Regions from separate parts of the Oryctolagus cuniculus genome. Here region 2 is linked to region 1. The links are chromatin contacts, called in public Micro-C maps. All regions are on one chromosome and are shown on one strand. The core of a region is the stretch at or near the end of the contact, and the rest is flanking DNA. Distances in the headings are between cores, read along the strand shown.

The links. Hi-C and Micro-C count contacts between places; a contact is called where the count stands out from the background.
Region 2: a Micro-C map of ear pinna shows a contact between it and region 1, with 3 times the contacts expected there. The contact joins the promoter of PIH1D1 here to the promoter of PRMT1 in region 1. A contact is called at or near these places in 2 of 6 Hi-C or Micro-C datasets (ear pinna and an unstated tissue).

What each region holds. Positions count from the first base shown.
Region 1 is chr18:7,830,142-7,834,065 of mOryCun1.1, reverse strand. It overlaps PRMT1 (protein arginine methyltransferase 1), which reads left to right and starts at 1,672. Exons shown (of 10, transcript XM_070063068.1): 1 at 1,672-1,930. The coding sequence starts at 1,895.
Region 2 is chr18:7,963,956-7,967,879 of mOryCun1.1, reverse strand. PIH1D1 (PIH1 domain containing 1) reads right to left here and starts at 2,193. Exons shown (of 10, transcript XM_051840691.2): 1 at 2,055-2,193; 2 at 1,071-1,164; 3 at 774-840; 4 at 397-579. The coding sequence starts at 1,160. ALDH16A1 (aldehyde dehydrogenase 16 family member A1) reads left to right here and starts at 1,944. Exons shown (of 18, transcript XM_051840674.2): 1 at 1,944-2,083.

The sequences.
Region 1 (3,924 bases), core at 423-2,922:
GGGCGCGTGCAAAGTGCCCGCTGATGGTGGCGGGGTGCACAAGGGGTGCCTCCTGCCAGAACTTTCCGGAGTGCCAGCTCAAGTCCCAGCTCCTCTACTTTATCCAGCTCTGCATGCATGCTGGGGCAGTGACCCGGACACCCAGGTCCCTGCCACCCCCTGGGAGACCCACGTGGACTTCTCCAGGCTCGTCTGGGCCCGCCAGGCCCAAACAGGCCTGCCACAGGGGCTGGCGCTGTGGCGTAGCGGGTGGGGCCGCCTCCCCATGTCAAGCTCCCTGCAGGATGGCCTGGGAGACCCGGGTGGGGTCTGGCCTGGCCCAGCGCAGCCCTCCGCACCCACCTGCCACCTACGTAAGCGGTTTCACCAAACTAAACTGGGTGCGTGTAATGTCCGTGACCTGCACCTCGAATAAAACTGGCTTAGCAGAACCCCAAATGTTTCCATTCTACTTTCTGAGATGGAAACACCGCCTTGCCCCCCCCCTCCCCGAGCGATTCTCCCTCTAAGCAATGGCGTGCTGGGGGAGGGGCTACATTCATTTAAATCTGAGGGGCGGGCTTTCAGCCTAACCGACGAGGCCCCTACATCCCGCCCTCTATGCCTGGCTCCAGCTCCAGGTCCCTACTAAACCGCAGCAGCTGGGCCCCCCACCCACGTGGGAGGCCGGGACGGAGCTCCAGGCGCCCAGCTTCTGGGCCTGGCCTTTGTGGGACATCTGGGGCGGAGACCCAGGCAGTGGGAGTGTGCTCGCTCGCGCTCTCCGCCTCTGCCCTCGGGGGTGCTAGGGAGCGGGTGGGAGGCAGGGGCGGGGGCCCGGTGCTCGGACGCGGGGAGCCCTGGAGAGCGGGAGGCGAGCTGATAGGTCATCCAGGGAACCTCCCTGTGCTCGAGTGGACCGGGCGGGAAGCCCGCCGGGGCGTGGAAAGGCGCCGGCCCGAGGACTGCGGCGGGGTGCACGCACTCAGCGCCCGGCATTAGCCTCCACTGCGTGCCTGCGTGTAGATCCGGGAGGGCTTCCCGGAGGCGGCAGCGGCCGGACGCCCGCACTGACCGCTGGGTGCCGGCCAGACAAAGGGAGGAGGGCGTTCCTGGCAGGAGGCGGGACGTGGCGAAGGCCCGGCGGCCCAGAGGGGGCTGCTGGGTCCCAGACTTGGCGCCGTTAAGGACGGGGCGCGGGTGACAGGCGTCCACGCCTGGCTCCCATCAAGCCCTCCCTGCCTCGGGGCCTCGCGCTGCGTCCGTTCCTGTCCCCGGGTGAACGGGCACAGGCTCCCCGGCTCCTGCAGGACTCCCCTCGAGCTGCCAGGACCCACCGGACGGACGATGAGCGGCAGTTCCTCTGAGCCAATCGCTGGTGCCGAAAGGCCGGCCTGGCTCGCTCCCCGTGGGCCAATTGCCGTGTTCTCCTTGAGGGCCGTGCTCGGCCAGAGCTAGCCAGAGGCCTGGTGACGTCACCTTCCGGCTTAGCCAATAGCAGCGATCAGGTGGCGGGTCAATTCGTTGATGGACAGCTCTGCTTCAAGACGTCCGCTTAGCGCGAGGACCGCCGGGAAGTTTTGAGGAGGTGCTGGGCGGACACTCCTGGTTAACTTTGTCCAATCAGTAGACGGGGTTCTTGAGATGGACAGGCAGCTTCTCCCATCCCAGTCGACTTAAGGGGGCGGGGCTGTGACCGCCAGACTGGGAGGGCCCTGGCCTTTGACGGGCGTCTTCGGCACCCAATTGCTACACGGTATTTTCAGACGGGCCGCCGCCGTTGCCAATGAAATCTCCTAGCGCGGTAGCGGTAGGCGTGTCGTCGACCCTCCGGTATAAGGCGGTCCCGGGGGAGTGAGGAGAAAGGGGGGGGTCTCGGCTGCCGGAGGAGGAGGAGGAGTAGGTGCGGGTGAAGATGGCGGCAGCCGAGGCCGCGAACTGCATCATGGAGGTGAGAGCCCGGAGCGCCGCCGGGGATGGGGGCGGCCTGGCGTCGGCGTTTTACGCTCCCGCGGTGGGGAGGGGGCTCTGAGTCGCCGAAGTGGGGCTAAAAGGGCCCCTGGCCGCGCGGAGGGAGCGGCGAATGCTCCGGATCTGAGGATATCGCTGGAGTTGGGGGGTTCCCTCGCTTTCTGGGGCCTTCGATACCCGGCTGAGCCGAGGGGCTCATCCCCCCTCCCACGTGGAGGAGGGCCGGGGGCGCTTCCGGCCGGGCCCCCACGTGGCTGCGGCGCGGTGGGTGGGGAGGGGGTGTGCCGATCCCGGTGGCCCGGCGGACTCCACGTGCGGGACAAAGGCCCCGCCCCCGCCCGGAGGAGGGGGTCCGGTGGGAGCCTCCGACCCCCTCGCAGAGCCCCTCCAGGGCTGCTCCCCGGGGACCGGGTTGCACGCGCTGGGGTGGGGTGTGCCTGCTGACCGGCCCCTCGGAAGGAGTCTTGGGGGGCGGCGCTGGTCCCCCCTGCACACGGGGCCAGGGACCTCCGCGCGGCGTGGGAGAGAGATGGAGAATTGCAGCGCCCCCCCAGCTCCTCCTCTGCCCCCGGGCTCTCCCCGGGCCGGGGCTTCGGGAGCTGGGGGATGGGTCATGCCCCTGTGACCTCCCTGTGCGGTGGGGGGGCACCTAGATGGAGATCTCCCCGATAGGGCGCCGCGCACCCCCTGGTGGCCAGTTCTCGGCGTGTGGGAGGGACCTTCTTCATGGGCGTGTCCGCAAGCCCACCTCCCCGTTGGAGCCCTCCAGGGTGGGCGGAGGGAGAGTGTTGGCCGGGAAGGCGATGGGATGAGAAATGCACCGCGCGCGGGCTGTGAGCTGTGCCCGCTGGGTTCCCGCGTGTGCGAGCGTGGGAGATGACCTTGCCCGGCCTGACGGAGGGTCCTGGTTTGCAGCGAGATTTCGGCCCTGTGCAGCCATGGGGTGAAGGTTCCAGTTTGGGTGGTTGCAAGCCCTCCCGGGACGGGGCACGCATGGGTGGTATTCGATACCGCTGGCTTGGGAGAATTTGGGGAGAGGGCCTGGAGCCAGGTGGGCCGTGGCCTGTGACTTGGCCCCTCTGAAGAGGTGTGGTGTGGCGGACTGTCACCCCTCGTAGCGTTCTCGGGATGGGGGTGCAGCACTCACTGCCCCGCGGGGCCCCCTTGACTCTCCTGGGGAGAGTGGAGGAAGTGACTTCCCGGAAGTCACGCGTGGGGGCTTCAGGGTCTGGGTGGCCGAGACGGGCCACCTGTGGGGCCGTCCTCGCGGGGCTGGCCTCCCGGCTCCTGCCCTTCCTGGTTTTGTGTGGAGCTTCCTGAAGCCACGGCGGGAGCCGGGAGCCGGGGTGCTGGCGCTGGGGGTGGCCGCGTGCCCAGCCCTCTTTCTGGAATCCTGCCCCACGGGAGGCCTTGGGGGCGCACCCCGCCGGCCCCCCTCGCTCCAGCTATTCAGGGCACCGGGGATGGGGTGTGAGGAAGCGTCACCTAATCTGGGGGGATTAGGCAAGGAGCAGGAGGGACAGCTGGCGCTGCCCGTGTGCCCGGCGGACGCCAGGTCCTCGGCCGGGGTGGGGGCAGGCCGCCATCTCTCCAGCCACAGCTGGGATAGGAGACCCCGCTTCTCCCTCCACTTCTCCCCTCCCTTTCTCACCGCCCCATCACTGACTCCCTCCTCACAGCGCCCAGCCCGGAGCAGGAAAGTGAAGGGATCCCACTCCCCAGAGACTGGCCCTCCCTGGCCTCTCCCGTAGCTAATCCTCTCTCCCTGTACTCTCTCCTAGAATTTTGTAGCCACCTTGGCTAATGGGATGAGCCTCCAGCCGCCTCTTGACGACGTAAATATCCTTTTGTGAGACCCCTCCCACCCGCACCTGCACATAAACCCATCTCCCCACACGGCCGGCCCCCCACCCGCACCTCCACATCAGTCTGTCTCGCTCTGAGACCCGCCCCCACCTGCAGCTCCACACAAGT
Region 2 (3,924 bases), core at 944-3,443, 130 kb before region 1:
CCGGCCCGGCCCTGGAGACCCTCGCCCCACCTCCGGAGAGGAGCCCGAGAGACCTGCCCCCTTCACGGCTCGTCCAAGCCAGCCAGAGCCCCCCTGACCTCTCCACCTAGAACCTTCCGCCCCCCCTCTCGGATCCACAGCGCCTCCTCCAGGACGCCTTCCAGGGCCACATCCCCCTGCGTGGCAGCTGTCACCTCCGCCCCGCCCAGAGCTACAGGAGACGCCTGCGAACCGAACGCACGCGCAGGCAAGACAGCGATGGAGAAGGGCAGAGACGGCCGGCCCGGGGCTGAAGCCGGGTCGGAGGACGGGCGAAGCGGCGGGCGCCCGAGAGGCCGGGGAGCTGCCGCAGGGGAGGGGCGGCGGCCGGGGACTGGGCTCGGCCGCGGCACTAACTTGCATCGAGCTCGGCGTGAGGCTCCCCCAGGCTCATGGGGATGCGGAAGCCGGCCTGGTCCTCCTCCAGCACTCGGAGCAGCTCGTCCTCGGTCATGTCGGCCGGCGGGGGGATGGAGGCCGAGTGGCAGATGTTGATGAAGACCTTCCCGTCCGCCGGCGAGCTGGTCTTGATGCAGAAGCCTGGCGGGAGGAGCGTCCCGCCCCGTCTCTGCACCGGCCTCTGTCTGGCTCAGTCCTCCCTGGGGCTGCGCCTCCGCCCGCTCCCTCCACATCCCTCCCTCGCCCTCTCCCTTTGAGTCACTGTCCCCCTGCGCCCTCCTCCCTCTGGGCCTGCTCTCCCTCTGGTCCTCTCTCTAGGTCCCCGTCTTTCTCACCGGGCTGTGGCTGGATCTGCGTAGATTCTGGCCTTGCTGTCTGGGCTTGCTGCAGCTCCTTAGAGGCCTGTGACAGAAAACAACCTCCAGACGTGGGGTCTTCTAGGGGGGGTCCCAAAGACCCTCCCCAACCCCACTTTTTCCCCAGCCCAGCAAACTTTGAGCCGAGGAACTACAACTCCCGTGAGCCCTGTTTGCGCCCTCGTGCATTCTGGGATCTGTAGTCCCATCTGGGAGCACCAAAAAAAAAAAAAGAAAAAAGGATCCTCAAATCCCCAGGGAGCCAAGAGCCCGCACCTGCAGCAGCAGCTCCTCAAACCGCGCCGTCTCGGCACCCATCGTCTCCGCCTCGCTCAGCTCCGGCGCGAGAAGCCTCGAATCCGCCATGACCCTGGGGAAGAGACCTCTGCACCCTCGACGAGAGGCACCCTCCCCGGGATCCGAACTCCCCACAGCGTGGCGAAAACCTAAGGATCCAGCCCGAGACTGCCATCCCCCGGCTGTCGTCTAGCCCACATCTTGCGAGTAGGCGCACTCTCGGTCCCGCATGCCGGATGTGCACCTGAAAGCCGCGCTTCCGCCCTGTCACCATGGCAGCCGCGCAGTCAGCACTTCCGGCTCCCAACGCCCGCCCCTCGCCCCAACCACCAATCCCGCTCGAAGCCTGAAGACACGCCTCTCCCTCAACCAATCCAAACTAACCCTGAGAGAGCGCGCGAGCGCGAGCCAAAGGCCACACTTCCTGTATCGATACAGCCACACTCCACTCAGGGCCGCCACACCTTTGAACCTTAATCTCAACGGCAATCCTGAGAGACTCCCTCTGATCTTTGAACTGAGGCTTCGTCCCAAGTAGATGTACTTCGGACTAAAAGCTGCATTTATGTCCTATACAAACAAGGCTGCACGGCCGCGGCCACCCTTGTATATCCGAAGCCCCCTATCTGTCCTCCAGCCGCTGGCATTTCCCGCCCTCACCTGCGCCCCGCTTTACGGAGTACGCATGCTCCAACCCCTTTCCCAGCGCCGGTGGTAGGCGGGGTCACCCGGGCCTAAGGCGGGGACGGGGGCGGAGCCTGCGCCCTATTTCCCGTAGCCTCGCTCCGTTCTCGTCGGTTCCGCCCCTAAGGGCTGGAGAGGGCGGTGCTGCCCTTCCGACCTCGAGGTTCTCGGGGGCGGAGTGCCCCGCGGCCCTCCGTGCCAAGCGGTCCGGGCGGGCGATGGCCGCGACGCGCGTAGGACCCCGCGCCTGCGACATCTTCACCACCATGGAGTACGGACCTGCGCCGGAGAGCCACGCATGCGCACTGGTGAGGGCCTGGCGGGCCCGCGCGGCCCCCTCCTTCCCCGGGGTCGCGAGGCTGCGTTCGGCGCGCGCCGTCCCGTCAGCCACCGCGGCAGCGCTGCGGCTCCGCCCCTCGGGGCTCCCTCGGGGCGGGGTGGCGCCGGGCGGGAGCTGGCGGGCGCGTGCGCGGAGCGCAGGTGGACGTCTCCGCCGCAGTTCAGCCCGCGCCCAGGGTCCCTGATCCTGGACTTCCCGCGGCGGCGTCTCCCCCGGCTCCTCAGAACCGCCCGCGACGCCGCGGCGTGGCCTCAGATCCCCCGATGGCGGAGTGCCCTTGGGGCTCCCGTAACCCTCAGAGCCCCGTAGACTTCCACGGCTGCCCAGGACGTCCGGGGCTCCCTGGGGGCTCCGCGGGCTCCCCGCAGACCCTCAGGGCCGCAGAGTACTCCGGAACTTCCTGTGCGCCCCGCAGCGCTGTGCATCACCCCAGACCCGGGCGGGGGGCCATGAGTCGGAGGGCTCCCGCATGCCCCGGGCCCGGGCCGCCTGTGGGGGGCTGTGGGCGCATCGGGGTCAGGGCCTGGTGGAGCCGGCCTCGCCCTGTGCCTCCCCCTGCAAGCTGAGGAAGACCTACTGGGCCTGATACAGCAAAGGGAGTTCGTGGGGACCCCGCATGAGCCCCTGGGGTTCCCCGGGGTCCTGCCGCCTCTGTAGGCTCCTGTGACAGCACCTGCCTCCGATGTTCTGTCACGTTCTAGAAGTCCCTCGTGGGGCCCTCCTGCACCCAGGCAAGAAGAGCTAGGGCTGCTTCTGGGCCCCGGGGGAGGGGTGGCCCAGGTGAGGCCGAGGTGCTGGAGGGAGGGGGCCAGGGTGCCCCGGGGCCTGACCCTGAGCTGGGTGCGCCCAGGAAGAGCAGAGCCCAGAGTCTGGGGAGGTGGGGGAGAGTGAGGCGTGGGGCCGGCACTGGCCACGGGGACCTGCGAGTCGCCGACCGGAAGTTGCCCTGTAGGCAGGGTTGGGTCTGGGAGCAGGCGCGGCTTTGCCAGCGTGCACGGGGCTGAAGGCGGGAGGCCCTGAGAGGTCCTTAAGTGTCCCCCCTGGGTGGCTTCTGTGTGCTGAGCAGGACCGCACTGGATCCCCGGAACCCCGGAGGCTGGAGAGGGAAGTGACGCGCCCACAGGCCAGGTCGGGCTGGGACGCAGACCCCTTGTTTCTTCCCTCGACCCGCCAGCCTCAGGCCAGACCCCACCAGAGCATGCTTCCTTTGGCCTGAACTTCCTTTGAAAACGCGAATTAGTAAACAACCAGTTCCATGTAAACATGTGGGATCCCGGTGTCTCTGGAAAAAAACGAAATTTTCCAGTTTGGCAACCTCTGGCTTGAGTTTCCTGGCGAAAGTCATCTGGAAGCAATAGCGACTGTCACTGGCGATGCGACGGCGCTCCGGGCCTCTCCCCACTTACACCCTTGCCAGGGCCTGGGGACATTCTTCTGGGGGGTTGTTTTCGGGGGAGCGAGTGGTGTTTATGAGAGACTTCCGTTAACCCGTCCTGCAGCTGAAGTGGTGGTCAGCGATTGGCCCGGTGTCGCTCCCCTCTGCTCCTCTCCTTTTTTTTTTTTTTTAATTTAACAAATCCCAGCTGTGGTGTATTTTCCAGTAAACAGTTGAGTTCTTATCTGTAACAGACAAGGACTGACTCTGTTACATAACTGCACTCAGGCACCCCCCCCCGTGACGCTCAGTGCCATCTCACGCCCAGCGCATGTCCGCGTGTCCCTATTTCTTTTCTTTTTTAAGAGAGACAGAAAGGTCTTCCTTTTGTGGTTGGTTCACCCTCCAATGGCCGCCGCGGCCAGTGCGCTACG